2 separate regions of the Mus musculus genome follow, and region 2 is linked to region 1. The links are chromatin contacts, called in public HiChIP or PLAC-seq maps. All regions are on one chromosome and are shown on one strand. The core of a region is the stretch at or near the end of the contact, and the rest is flanking DNA. Distances in the headings are between cores, read along the strand shown. Region 1 holds the start of Vav1 (vav 1 oncogene). Region 2 holds the start of Tnfaip8l1 (tumor necrosis factor, alpha-induced protein 8-like 1).

Region 1 (7,443 bases), core at 4,905-7,404:
GCCCTGAGGGAATTTCTCAGAGGTAGAACACTGGTCTAGCTCAGGAAGTTCTAAGTTCCACTGCAGCTGAGACAAAAAGAGATATAAATAGGGAACTGAGTCATGGAGATTTTTCAGTAACTTCCTGTAATGTTTAGTGTCATCAACTTGACTGGATATGGGGTTAGGTTGGAGCCAATCTCTAGTCACACCTGTGAAAGATTATTTAAGCTCTGTACCTGTCTGTGAGGGACCATCTAGATTGGGTTAATTGAGGTAGAGAGACACACTGTAACTGTAGACCCACCATTCCATGGGTCCCGGACTGAGAGAAAAGGAGAGAATGAGCCAAATACCAGTGTCCATCTCTCGGCTTCCTGACAGTGATGCGATTTGTGGCCAGCTGCCTCACTCCTCCCACCAGGCCTTCCCTACCATGATAGACTGGAACTTTGAGCCTGAACAAATCTTCCTCCCTGTGACCATTTGAAAAATATCTCCCATCATCTCCGGCATTTGAACATGTGGTCCTCAACTGATGGCATTGCTTGGCAAGGCTTAGGAGATGTGGTCCCGTTAGAGAAAATATGTCACTGGAGGTGGCTCTCAGAGCTTGAGTTTGCTGTCTCTGCTTCCTGCTTGCTGTTCAAGGTGGGAGCTCCCAGCTCTTCCTGCCACATGACTGCCACCTTGACGGTGATGGACTCTTATCCCTGTGTAACCATAAGCTCAAATGAGCTCTTCTGGAAGTTATCTTGGCTATGATGTTTTATCGCAGCATTAGAAAAGTAACTAAGACACTTCCCCAAGATCCTGCGGCTGGAATTAGAACTCAGAGCATACCAGACCACTAACCGCACTCAGGGCCTCAAGTCTCGTTCCATTGAGCCCGAATTGAAATCTCAGAGATGAGATCCTGTTCACTGTGAGATATACACCAGCATCCTTGGATCGCACACTGTGGATAGCAATATCTTCCCGGTCTTCCTGGAGACAGCAATGAGCCCAGGCACCGCCAAAGTCCCCCTCAGAGGAGCAATGTGCCTCCCCCTCACTCAGCTGTACCTAGTGTTAAGACTACATGCCACTTCTGGGTCTTAGTGGGCAGGGCACTCACCTAGCACACACAAGGTCCCAGGTTCCGTCCCCAGCAACATGTACACCAGGTGGCACAATTGTGTCATCCTAGCACTCAGTAAGTAAAGTGTCATACAGGATCGTCATCTGAACCAAACTGACGCCATCTTCATGAGCTCAGCTCTGCTCCTTACAAAAGATCACTGCAGCTGGGCCTGTAGACTGTTCCTATTCCCTCAGAGGAGGAAGGTCAGAAAGGGTCATCAGACCCTGACCTGAGCATCCAGCCACTCTCCCCGAGCCACTGTGCACAACTCTGCCCTAACTGCATGTGGCCTCAGGGTCTGGGGAGGTGCTACAGTACACAGCATGGAAAGGCAAGGGCTCCATCTGCACAGCCATACCAAAGCCATCATCTATGACGGGTGCAGACCTTCTAGCTTGGCTATTCTGGGGTCACTCTCCCGCCCATAGCTGCCTGAATTCCTAGTTGCTGTTTGCATGCACACTCTCAGGGAGACTCAATAAATGACAGAAAAATTCAGAAGGAGCATATCCTCCTGGCAAGAGACCCTAGCTAAGGAACAGTGTTGGGGGTTCCATTTCCACAAATCTTTCTATTTCAGTCCCACAGATGGATCATTTAACCAAACACCTAACTATGTGGAAGGTCCTGTTGTGTTCTCAGACATCCAAACACTATCTGATGCCCAGGGATAGCACTGTGTTCTGTCCATACTGTGCTGTGTACTTGTGCTTCCACACTGCTGTCTCCATTTTGTTCTTTCATGTGCATGCAGAGGGCAGATGTGGACGTCGGGTGTCCTGCTCTATCAGTCTCTGTCTGGTTGAGACAGGGTCTCTAACTGAACCTGGAGTTTGGCTGGCAACCAGCAAGCCCACAGCACCGGGTTTGCAAGGAGGAGCCCACAGTCATGCCTGGCCTTTTAATATGTGTGCAGGTCTTTATGGTCGCACAGCAAATGCTATTATCCGAGTCACTAAACCTAAGTCAATCGCTATGTTAGCTTCTACTCTCAGTTCAGACACACCAACCAAGGGCTATACCCATAACACCAGGTGCACACCCTCGTACCCACCTGCATGGTTTCCTACAGCTGGAGGCTTGTCAATGTGTTATACACCAATTCCTGCCTCTCATCCTATGAGCCTCGCATCCTGCCAAACCTTTCCAAAAAATTCATCGCTTTCTCCTCAGACCCTGAGCCTCAGAGTTCCACACAGAGGACTGCACAGTCCCACAGAGGCGGCAAGCACACGTTTGTGATGTCTGAAGCCTCTGTTTCTAACCATGATGTCATCAGCCTTTCTGTGGGTCTTAGACCTCATGGGCACTGGCCAGTCTGAAGATGTTCTACTCAGATCTCCAACACCAGTGCAACCAGCTAGAAAGCCACTGCCCTGAGCACATGGATACCTGCCTGCCACTACCTACCTCAGGACCTTTGCACAGGCAGCACCAACACACACACACACACACACACACACACGTCACTACCCACACAAGGGTAAGCCTTTACCAAGCCCAGGTTTCTGCTCTAGTCTAGTGAGATTTCCTAGACTCCTTACTCAAAAATGCCACAAAGCACTCTTTCTAAGTATAGCTTTCTTCAAAGTATGAGCCACCTCCTAGAAATGTACACCTGTCCTCATTGTCTCGTTGGTACATTTCCCTCCTTTAGAATATCATGTGATAAGACACGAGCATCTGTATCCCACTCCCACAGTTCCCAAAACCAAGGGCAGGGCTTGTCCTGAATAGTCACTGTTTGATGGATGGGTAGGCGGGGTAAAAGAATAAATGAATAGGAGAACAGGTGAATGAATAGATCGGTGCGTGAGTAAGTGGATGGATGAGTGGATAGACAGGTATACAGGTGGATGGATGGATGGATGGACAGATGGATGGATAGGTCAGCCTTGACTATGACACACAAGGGTAAAAGCTCATCCTTAAGTGTAGCTGGTGAATAGGTGGGTGGAGAAATAGGTAGATGTATAAATGGGTGGGTGGGTAGGTGGGTGGATGGATGGATACATGGATGGATGGATGGATGGATGGATGGATGGATGGATGGATGGCATAAAGTGTGTGTGTGTGTGTGTGTGTGTGTGTGTGTGTGTTGTTTTTGGTTTTTTGGTTTTTGGTTTTTTGGTTTTTTTTTGTTTTGGTTTTTTTTTTTTTTTGCACCAGATGTATAAAGTGAGTACAGGACCATTCTGAGATATGATTGATGGGGAGATTTTATTGTTGGTATGAGGAAGAATACAGCCAGAAGCATCTATGAGAGTACATATCATGAGAGAAAATAGCAGACTGAGTATGGCCAGCAGAATGGACCAGGCCACAGTGGGAGGGGGGAGAGCAAGAGAGGAGAGAGGGCCAAGAGTGCAGAGGGCACACAGTCAAAATGGCAGGGTTGTATAGGAAGAAGAAACTGGGGAAGGCTAACCCAGAAGCTGGTGATGTCTAGAAAAGGGAATGGGGTGAGAAGAACAGACTAGCCACAGGCACTGAGTAAATCTGGGCACCAGCATATGGATTGGTATGCTAATAGGCACTACAGTGAGCCATTTGTCCCAAGTTTCTTTTGGACCTGATAACTGGCTGGCTGGCTGGCTGGCTGGCTGAATAGATAGATGGATGGGTGGATGGATGGAGGATGGACAGATAGACTGGTGGGCAGATGGATGAATGGACAAATGAATGAGTGGGTGGGTGGGTAGACATACAGGTGGACAGATAGACAGATGGACAGATGGATGGGTGGATGGACGGACAGACGGACGGATGGACGGATGGATGGATAGATGGATGGGTTGGTAGATGGGCGAGTTGGTAGTATATAAATTATTTCTTCCCTATTTGCTGGACAAAGGAGAGAGATAGGGAAACGAAGGAACTATTCTTTCATTCCGACCTCTACGACTTTATCTCTCCTGTTTCCCAGTCAGTGGCTCCTTTCCTTTTTCTTTCTGCCTTCCCTTGGGGTACCTCCTCTGGCATATTGTAAATAGCCTGCTGATTCTCACCTACATCTCCACCAGATGTAGGATTTCCAAGAAAGTCAGAGAGACCAGAGGCCAGAAGTTACCAAGAAGATAGATGGGGGAAAATGAGGATGAACACTGGCCCAGCCTGAGGCTTCATACAGCTGGACATAGAGAGCCAGAGCAATGAGAAAACTCCTATTGATTCTTCAGAACCCAGCTTAAATACCCCTTCGTACATAAGACCTAATTCTCTCAAGCAGTGAATGTCCTTACATCCCTAGAGAACAAGAGCCTGTGATGCATCTTCTTCTGTCTCACTGAGTTTAAGAACTCTTTGGGGGCCAGAGCCAAGTTCCCAACATTGCTTGACACACACTAAGGCTGCTGTTGGGACACAGCTAGTCCTCTGGGGATTAACACCATGAACACCTGTCCTTCAGAAAAGTCAACCTTAGTTACAATACACAGGGGGGTGGAAGGCCATCCTTGACTCTAACCGTTTTCCCAACAGCTGTGATTGCCACATCATTGGGCACCCTGAGTCCCGCCAGAGCTGGGGCCCAAGAGTCCCATAGCTACTTCCTCAAGCCCTGAAAGCTACTGAAGTTCAAGCAAATGTAGGCAAATCTCTGCTGACCCCTAGCCAGCCAGAGGGACGGTCCATGGGGGACAGTGGGTGCTCTGTTCCCTACTTCCTTCAGAGGACTCACAACAGCTTCAGAGACTGCTGGCTCACTGACAACCCCAGAAATACCCTGGAGACTGCAGCAGGCCATTCTTAAAGTAACTCCCGTCTTCAACTCCATGGGACCCCTCGCATGAAGGGAAGAAACTAGGCTCTGACCCCGTTGCTCATCATTTCTAGGGACAGCCTCCTGGGACTTGGAAAAACAGGCTGTACAGGACTGGCAGACTGAGAGCAAGAGGACAGACAGACAGACAGATGCCCCCTACACCAAGGATGTGTCCTTCAGACCCCATGGCAAGGCCATGTTCCCTTAGATACAACTCATGTCCCTCACACCCCACGGTAAGGCTGTGGATCCCTTTGACTTGAACCTATACCTTTCATTTCTAGGGCTATCAGCCCTCCCCCCGAAACCCAGCATCCCTGGGGAAGCAGAGAAAAGAGTACAAAGCCACCAGTCACCTTTCACCACCACCCCAGCCACATTCAAATAAGGATTTGAATACATTTTCTAGGCTCACCGGGGCATAGTCTGACCATGCCTCCACTTGAAACACGGAGAGTGCACAGATGTCAAACTCAGGGACACCCAGGGCCTTGTTAGGACCCTAGGCCTGGGCCCTGCACTTCAATGGGCCCTTCCCGAAATAGGTAGAGTTGGGATGCCACAGGGTCTCGCATTGCAGCCCCCAACACTCCACGCCACACAGCACAAAGCCCTGGCAGGAAATGGAGGTGAAGGAAGATGTGAGGAGGAGGGGGGCAGAAGAGGTGGAAGAGGAGGAGCCACCGGTGGGGGAGAAACTGAAGGCCTCTCTCTCTTGAATCTGGTTCTCCAACCTCATGCACCCTCTTGGCTAACTACGAGGCAACAAGATACCTCTTAGGACCCCTTTAAATGGATCTCAACAGAGTCAGCTGGGGGCGGGGCGGGATAGGGAGATTTCCCCCTAAATTTGCTGGGACAGCTGCAAGCCAACCAAGAGTGTACAAACCCACCCAGAGCTCCGTTCTGCTCGACACCTCTCCATAGCCAGAGCCGGGCCTACCAGCCTTTATCCAGTCGGGCCCTAGCATCACCCAGCAGACTCACCTGGGACATCTGGGGCCGCAAGTTAACCTCGCGAAGATTAATGGCCTGGGGAAGCAGGTTGTTAAGCAATTGGCACAAGAGGACACCGTCCCGCAGTGCCTGTGCCAGCTCACACACCTGGGCCCCCTCCCAGGTCACACGGTGGCTGGGAGGCAGCACCCGACACTGGATCAGCCAGTGGGTGCACTGTCGCCAGAGCTCCATGGTGGCTGCCGGCCTCTCACTTGGCCCCTCGGGGAGGCCCCGTGCACCCTCGTTCCTTCACCACCGCCGCCGCCTGCCCCAGTGGGGACAACTACAACACCACTTCCTCTTCTGTGACTGTAACTGTCGCCCCGGGGTGGGGGTGGGGAGGAGCTGTGGGGCGGAGGGGGAGCAGCATCTGCAGTTACGCCCTCACAGCTTCCACTCACTGGTGTGACCTCGTCTTTCTCCACCTACACTGAGCAGACCTGGGCACCTGCTGAACTAAGGTGCCACTATCTCATCCAGCCGTAGGCACCTAGGCTGTCACCTCCTGTCTCCTCCTGGTCCCCAGTCTACGGCCCTGATCTCTCACAGCCTTTTGCCCCTGCAGCAGCCAAAAGGGACCACTGAACACTGAGTCAAGTCTCAACCATTCTTCCACCACCCATAACCCTCCTGGTTCAACCTTGCTTTGGGGCCAAAACTCATGTCTTTCCTGCACCCCACAAGGCCCTGTTCACCCTGCCCCAACCCCTGCCAGCCTCTTCTCCTCTCTCTGTTCTTCACTCCCTGACCTCCATCCTGCCCCAGGGCCTTTGCACTTGTGCCCACCACCTGACAGAAGACACTAATTCACTCCATCACTTCTTACATGTTACTTTTTGATTACTGAGTGCTCAGCCATAGATGGGACATCTATACCACCACCAGCCCGAGGCTCAAGGGAGAAGGAACAGAAAGTCGGTAAGAGTCGGGGGCGGGGGATGTGAAATGCTATCTCCAGGGCATACCCATGGCCACTACGCTCATGAACTCCGTGCAGTTATGGTGGCAGCACAAGACAAAGCCAGGAGGGAGCCAACATGCCCACAGGCAGCAGTAATGGATGCAAAGGGTTACAAAAGAGCAAGAAAGTGGGGATAAGGTAAAGAGAGTCCACTCTCATTCGGAGTCAGAGGGGAGTTGAGGGTGGGTAGGACGAAGATAGGTTGTTAACATGTAGGAAACTGCCAACAAATAGAACTATAATAAACATTAGAAAATATATTCTACTTTGAAAGCCATTTCACTTTTATTACATATATATATGTGTGTGTGTGTATATATATACATATGTATGTGTGTATGTGTGAAGGTACATGTGGGGCACAGTACATGTGTGGAGGTCAAAGGTTAACATGGGGGAGTAGGTCCTCTTTTTTTTTTTTTTAAAGATTTATTTATTTATTTATTTATTATATGTAAGTACATTGTAGCTGTCTTCAGACACTTCAGAAGAGGGGGTCAGATCTTGTTACGGATGGTTGTGAGCCACCATGTGGTTGCTGGGATTTGAACTCTGGACCTTCGGAAGAGCAGTCAGGTGCTCTAACCCACTGAGCCATCTCACCAGCCCAAGGGAGTA
Region 2 (6,787 bases), core at 3,712-6,211, 1.1 Mb after region 1:
ACATCAAGCTTCATTCAACAATCAGATGTGACGGATGCCACACTTTATGACATTCGCCCACAATCACCCTCTGGCTTCTAGAATGAAAGCCCTCAGGTGCTGGGCAGCAAGTTGGACTTGCCTAGAGTACCCAAGCCCTGGGTTCCACCCTCAGTATCAGACACACCAGGTGTCATAGATGACCTTTAATCCTCCAGCTGCACTTGGCAGGCAGAGGCAGGAGGATGTCTCTGAGTTGAAGGCCAGCCTGCTCTACAGGGACATCCTGTACTCAAAATAAAAGGTCTGCATTGCTTTCTGAAGTCATTGCAAGTGCTAGGCCCCCTCCCACCTAGTCTCACACACACACACACACACACACACACACACACACACCCCTGCTTGCTTATCACCCAGCTTACTTTTGTAAATAAAATTGTTTTGGGGGGTTTTGTTTTTGTTTTTTGTTTTTTGTTTGGTTTTGGTTTTGGTTTTTCGAGACAGGGTTTCTCTGTATAGCTCTGGCTGTCCTGGAACCCACTTTGTAGACCAGGCTGGCCTCGAACTCAGAAATCCACCTGACTCTGCCTCTCGAGTGCTGGGATTAAAGGCGTGCGCCACCATAAATAAATACTGTTTTACTGTCATACTCCACATGCGCTAATTTGCATATCACGCAGATGGCTCTCCCTCTGAAGACCCAGAGGTATATGGGGGCAGACAGTCCCTTGTGTCTTTCCACAGCTGAAAATATTTCCTGTGACCCGTCAGTCGGCCAGGCCCCATCTCCACAGGCTAGTCAGCCACACAGTAATGAAGTCCAGACTGAGGATCTTGGTTGGGTTCACGTGGCAAACACAGCCACCTTCATCCACAAAGGTGACAAGAGAACTCTCAACCTGGGAAGGCCACTTCCTTTTCTCTTCTTTCCTTTCCTTTCCTTTCCTTTCCTTTCCTTTCCTTTCCTTTCCTTTCCTTTCCTTTCCTTTCCTTTCCTTTCCTTTCCTTTTCTTTTTTTTAAGATTTACTTTATTTCTATGAGTACACTGTTGCTATTTTCAGACACACCAGAAGAGGGCATTAGATCTCATTACGGATTGTTGTGAGCCACCATGTGGTTGCTGGGAATTGAACTCAGGACCTCTGGAAGAGCAGTCAGTGCTCTTAACCACTGAGCCATCTTTCCAGCCCAGGGAAGGTCATTTCCAACACACTCAAGAAAGAGAGGATAAACTCGGGCACAGACCACAGCAAAAACCAGCTAGATCACTGGGTGATCTCTATGCCAGTGGCCACTCCTTTCTTTCATGTGTGTGCCACCACAATGCCAGCTTCTTATTTATTGTATGATTTACATTCTGTTGCCATGGCATTGGGTAAATGTGCGTGCTGCCAAACCCAATAACCTGAGTCCTGTCCCTGAGACCCACACGATGGGAGAGAGCAATGATTCCCACAAGTTGTCCTCTGACCTCCACACACGCGCCTTGGCTCTCATACACACAGTAAATAAATGTAATAAATAATAAACACAACACGATTTACTTAGCTGGAAGCACTCAGTCCTTGACTTTTAATCTGGGTTTAACAACCAGATGGCAAGATTCCCGAAAGCCAGCAGCAGCTTGTGAGGCTCGTGCCGCCTCCCACCCCTGGGCAGCCCCTGGCCTCATGAATTCTTTATGTCACCCGTGAAGTGCATTCACATCCATAATTGATGTCACCAAGCCGGCCATGCTCCCTCTCCACCCCGGTTGATTGTCCCAGGGGCCGCTGGGGGCTCCACCTCCACAGAGCACCCTGAGCAGCGCGGCCCATCTGCACCAGCCTTCTGGGAAATCAAGAAAGACACTGGGGGGTTCCCGAACAGGTTCCCCTCAAGGATGCTGCCAGGAGAATGGGAGGTGGCGGGCCTGTGAGGCAAAGTGGCCATGTACCGAAGCAGTGAGTGTTGAGAGGGCCTACAATATCGCTCAGCAGATAAAGGCACTTGCTGTCAAGTCTGACCAGGAAGGAGCGAGGACCCCAGCTGGTTGTCCTCTAAGCATTATATTCACAAAAAAGGAATAAATAAATATTTCAAAGAGACTGTTACAAAGCCAAAGAGAGCATATGGATCTTTGATTCAGCTTCCACACTGTTTCTTTAGGAATGAGGTTTACGATAGGGTCTTATGCTGTAGCCCAGGCTACCTTTGGATTTACCATGATCCTCCTGGCCCAGCCTCTTAGGTGTGTCCCACCACGCCCAACATCCACTCATGGTTTTAACAAAAGGGAAATATGAAGGTTATCAGTGTGCACATTCAGCCCCAGGATGTATTGGCTTCTTCCATTTCCAACGGTCTGAAGCCTCCATCCTGGTTCCTCTCACCCTATCCAGGATTCCTGAAATGCCAGAAGCCCCTGTGAGCACTGAGTTCGCTCCCCTCTCTGCCCTCATCCCTCCATGGTCCCATCTCCCTCTGCTGCAGCCACAGTGCCTCCTCCATTCACCTCTTGAACACCAGGCTCAGTCCTGCCCCAGGACCTTTACACATGCTGAGCCCGGCACTTACAATAGTCTTCCTCAGGTTGCTATGTGGCTGTTTTACCCTGGAACTCTCAGATCTCTCCACGAACACTCAGTTCCCCGGTTCCTTCCTCTTCTTACAGTTACTATTATAGTTCAGGACAGAGTCCAGCATTACCAACTGTGAGGCAGGAGGATGGTGGGCACTGGGCCAGCTTCAGTCACTGCTGTGTGCTGGCGACATTAGCTACCACACTTCAGTTATCTCAGTGTTCAGGGACAGTTTATCAAATGACTAAGTAACTTCTCATGGTTATGACAAAAGGAGAAACTGAGTCAGGGGCCTGGGAGCTGACAGATATGCACAGAATAACACCAGGCTAGAACTGGGACTTGAATCCAGCCCTTACCTGGAAGCTCATTGCATTACAACCTTTCCCTGGGGTCCACCCTAAAATTTGGGAGCCTAATGATCTAGTCTGGGAATCTTCCAGAGCTATGCACACGGTCAACCCTACCACGGTTCTTTCTTTGGTCAGGACTACAGAAGACCCCACCTGCACAGCACCCTCTGGAGTGGTTACCTCCGCTGGTTTCCACATGGGGAAACACAGGGTTGGGGCTCAGAAAAACCATGCAGGGGAGACACTGGGGTTCTTGGAGGAGTGAGCTCACTGGGCCCCCGGATCAAGTCTCACTCTCTTTAAGCCTCCACTAAGCCCTGGATGGCACCTGAGTCAGTGGGTGGCACGCCTTCCTGTGGCCATGATTATTTGGCCTGTATGCTGAGTCCCCTCATACGGAATCAGATTTTTGTGAGGTGAGTCCTAGCTTGCCTAGGGCTGAGAGAGTAAACTGAGGGACAAGTCTCTATGTCTCTTCATACCCTCAGGATCCACCACTCACCCATTACGGAACTAGCAGCCCTGGCCCAAGTCTGGCTCACCATGTGTGGGAAGGCCCAGGGCAGGTGTTCTGTGATGACTCTCTTTGTTCTGTTACATTGTACAGTCCCCATGGCCCCGCCCTCATCCCTCCCAGTCACCCACATCCTAGGTGCGGCCCAGATCATGAACTTATTATGTTTTAAAGTTGTCGCTGCCTGTGTTGATCTGCCAGGGTTGTAGAGGGCTCAGCACGCACAAAGGTCTCAAGTGCAAGGACATTCCATGTGGAGAAGAGGCGGCCACTTTGAGGTCCCAGGACAGAAAAACAGGAAGTTTGGCACTCAAAGCCTACATTCCTGTTCTCTCTCTCTCTCTCTCTCTCTCTCTCTCTCTCTCTCTCTCTCTCTCTCTCTCTTTCTCTGTTGGCTGTTGTTTGTTACAGGATCTCTATACATAGTTATGGCTAGCCTGGAACTCACTTTGTAGACCTGGCCTCAAACTTACAGGCATCCACCTGCCTCTATTCTAAGCACTGGGTAAATGGGTAAATGTCCTGGTATATGTTGTGTTTGGGCCGGAACCCAAGGCCTCTTGCTTACTAGGTGAGCACTCTACGCACTGGGCTACACCCTAGGGTCCCTTTTGTTTTAGAGACAGCCTCGGTGTGTAGCCCACCCTGGCTCAGCCTCTCTTTTGTCTGTTTAAGCACCCCCAAGAAGCCTCAGGGAGTCACGAAACAACTGTCCCAAGTCAGACAGGGAAACTGAGGCTTATAATTAAGTTACTTGTTCAAGTGAGTCAGGTTTGTCTGAGCTGTGTCCTAACCCCAAGGCAAGGTGTTCAGAGGCGTCACAGCCTGGAGCTCGGGAAGTGACCCAGAGGCCTGTTTCCAGTTTAGTGTTCCACCCTGTCCCTCTCCAGCCCCGCTGCTCACAAAGGTGACAAACCAGAATATGGTTCTGGAGACAGTGTCTCCATCTCTCTGGCCATCCGCAGCCCATATTCTGGACCCCAGTTTATCCTCCAAACCAACACTGAAAGAGCCAGGAGGCTGCAGACCTGGATCAGGTCACCTGCCAATTATGTGACAGCCACTGTCCCAGTTCCCAGATGGTAAAACTGAGTTCAAGCCCTCGGGCAATGGGAAGCTTGAAGTGCCAGTCCCAGTCAGGGTAACCCTGCACCAGCCAGAGCCACAGTGGGGTCCAGCTGGCTACCTCAGAGAATACCTAGACCATTCTGGAGTCAGGCTGCACACTTGTACAGAGCCAAGTCCATCAAGTGTCCTCTTGAGGACATGTGTTAGGACTATTACAGTAGCCCACAGCAACCTGCTCACAACACCCATGCTCCCACAGTCAGTAATAGGTATACAGAGGAAACTGAGGCGGGATATACAGAGGACGGTGTGGGGATAGGAGGGGACGGAAAGAACCCAGGATAGCCAATGCAGGACCCCATCGCTCACCTGCTCCTCGGGATGTGTCAAGCCTTCAGTTTTCTGTAGGTGCCTCTGTGGGGCCAGAGGCATTGGCCGCTGGATCTGAGCCCGGCCGCTGGCTAGGAGGCCACGCCCCCGAGAAAGGGCTCGCCCCCTCTAAACGCTCACTGGCTCAGCAAATGGTAGCGCACAGGCAGTGTACGAAGGAGCCAATGGCAGCAAGCCTCTGCCAGGAGGTGGGAGGCATGACGCGGGCGTGGGCGAGGGCGTGGTCTGCGGCCGGGAGATTCCTCCGGAATAGCGCCGGCGCTGGGTGCCCAGCGCAAGGGATGCCGTGGCGGGAAAGTGTTGGAAGGAAGAGGAAGGAGACTGAGACAGAGAAAAATGGGGTATACGTGCACCGCGCGACAGAGATCTGAGAGGCCAAAGCGAAGAGAGGCGCCTCCGCGAGACACCTGCATCCCTCTGAGCGGGTCTCAGTTTACCCACTAGGTAGTTAGAGTGTCACCTGGGACTCCCATGACAAATGCACCCCAACATTTGCCTTGCAACAATTTTGGGGTTCCTGAGTACTGCGGAGACTCTCTTTCAGTTGGTGTCTCTGGAGTAAGGGGGGAGGCACTGTGATGACCTCCCTGACAGAGGCCAGACAGGGCCAGCTACCTCCCAGGGGGCAGCTGTGAGACCTGGAAAATCAGTCTGGGAGTGATTCCCACACTCCCACCACCCCCAACCCATCCCCAACACCCCCACCTTACTCCAAACTCCACCCCAACTCAACCACGGGTCTGCACTTCCTGTGCCTGGATGGCCCTGTCACAGCAAGGACACTTGGAAAAGCCTCATCTGCCATCTTCCCTCTTCAGAAAGCCCCCTCAGGTGTTTGCTGACTGCATTCTAACCTTCCTTGCATGAGCCTTAACACACAAAACTAAATCCAGGCTTTTGAGAGATAGAAATTGAGACCCAGAGAAACCTTAAGTGACTTGCCTAGAGCAGCACAGACCCAAGTGGCTTTCCTGATTTCAGATTGTCTGTGCTCTGGGCCAGGAACTTACAAGTTCAGTAGCCATCCCAGCTCTGCCGGGTGCTGAACATGGCCTCTATCTGCTCTGTACCAGGAGCTCACCCTTGTGACAGCCACACAGGACCCTAGACAGAGCTCAGTATCAAAGACAGAGACCACAGCTCTAGGTTTTTCATACCCCAGTATGAGCCAGGGCAATTAGTGTGTTTTTGAGGTGTGTGGGGGGAAGCAGGTGTCACTGAAGCAGGTTTGGGGGCTTCTGATTTTTGAGCACTTAGAGTCTGAGGAACCCACAGATATCATAGGTGTGATAAAGTGGGGATCAAACCCAGCTGTGTGGGTTCAGGGCTAGAGCCTACCCCTCCCACTTGCCTAGAGTCCCGTGGTGAGAGGCTGGGTCGTGGACAGGGTGGAGCCTCTGCCTAGAATTCCCCAGTGAAGCCTTGAGTGGGCTCTTGTGAGGATGTGGACTGTCTTCCCTGGCTCTGCCAGTGTCTCCCTCACCAGGTCCTCACAGAGTCTAGCAGAGGTGCTCTGGTGCGCTTGATCCTCTAGATCAAGTGGGCAAGGGGGCATGGGCGGAGGTAGAATTATTTCCTAGCATGCAGGAAGCCCTAAGCCCCTACCCAGCTTAGAAGCAGTAGTAAATAATAATAATAATAAACAACTTACAAATTGTCTGTAAGGATGAGGGGACACACACCGGACCATATAGAAAACAATTGGAAATTTCCGGAAAACCTCCATGACCCCAGGGCATTCCCCACCTAGGTACACTCGAGTAGAAAGATAGATTCTGACATGAGTTTATGGCAATTTTAATTGAATTATTCACCGTAGCCAAACGATGGAAGCAGGCTACGTGTCCATCACTGGAGAGAGGAGATGAGGCATGCTGCCTAGAGAGGGGGGAATATTACTCTGCCTGGAAGAGAGAGGCCA

Evidence for each region. HiChIP or PLAC-seq counts read pairs in DNA pulled down with a chosen protein or histone mark.
Region 2: an H3K27ac HiChIP or PLAC-seq map of thymic regulatory T cells shows a contact between it and region 1, with 5 times the contacts expected there. The contact joins the promoter of Tnfaip8l1 here to the promoter of Vav1 in region 1. A contact is called at or near these places in 1 of 39 promoter capture datasets (liver) and 1 of 115 datasets of contacts at active chromatin or transcription factors (thymic regulatory T cells).

What each region holds. Positions count from the first base shown.
Region 1 is chr17:57,277,811-57,285,253 of GRCm38.p6, reverse strand. Vav1 (vav 1 oncogene) reads right to left here and starts at 6,154. Exons shown (of 27, transcript NM_011691.4): 1 at 5,853-6,154. The coding sequence starts at 6,056.
Region 2 is chr17:56,160,665-56,167,451 of GRCm38.p6, reverse strand. It overlaps Tnfaip8l1 (tumor necrosis factor, alpha-induced protein 8-like 1), which reads right to left and starts at 4,961. Exons shown (of 2, transcript NM_025566.3): 1 at 4,846-4,961.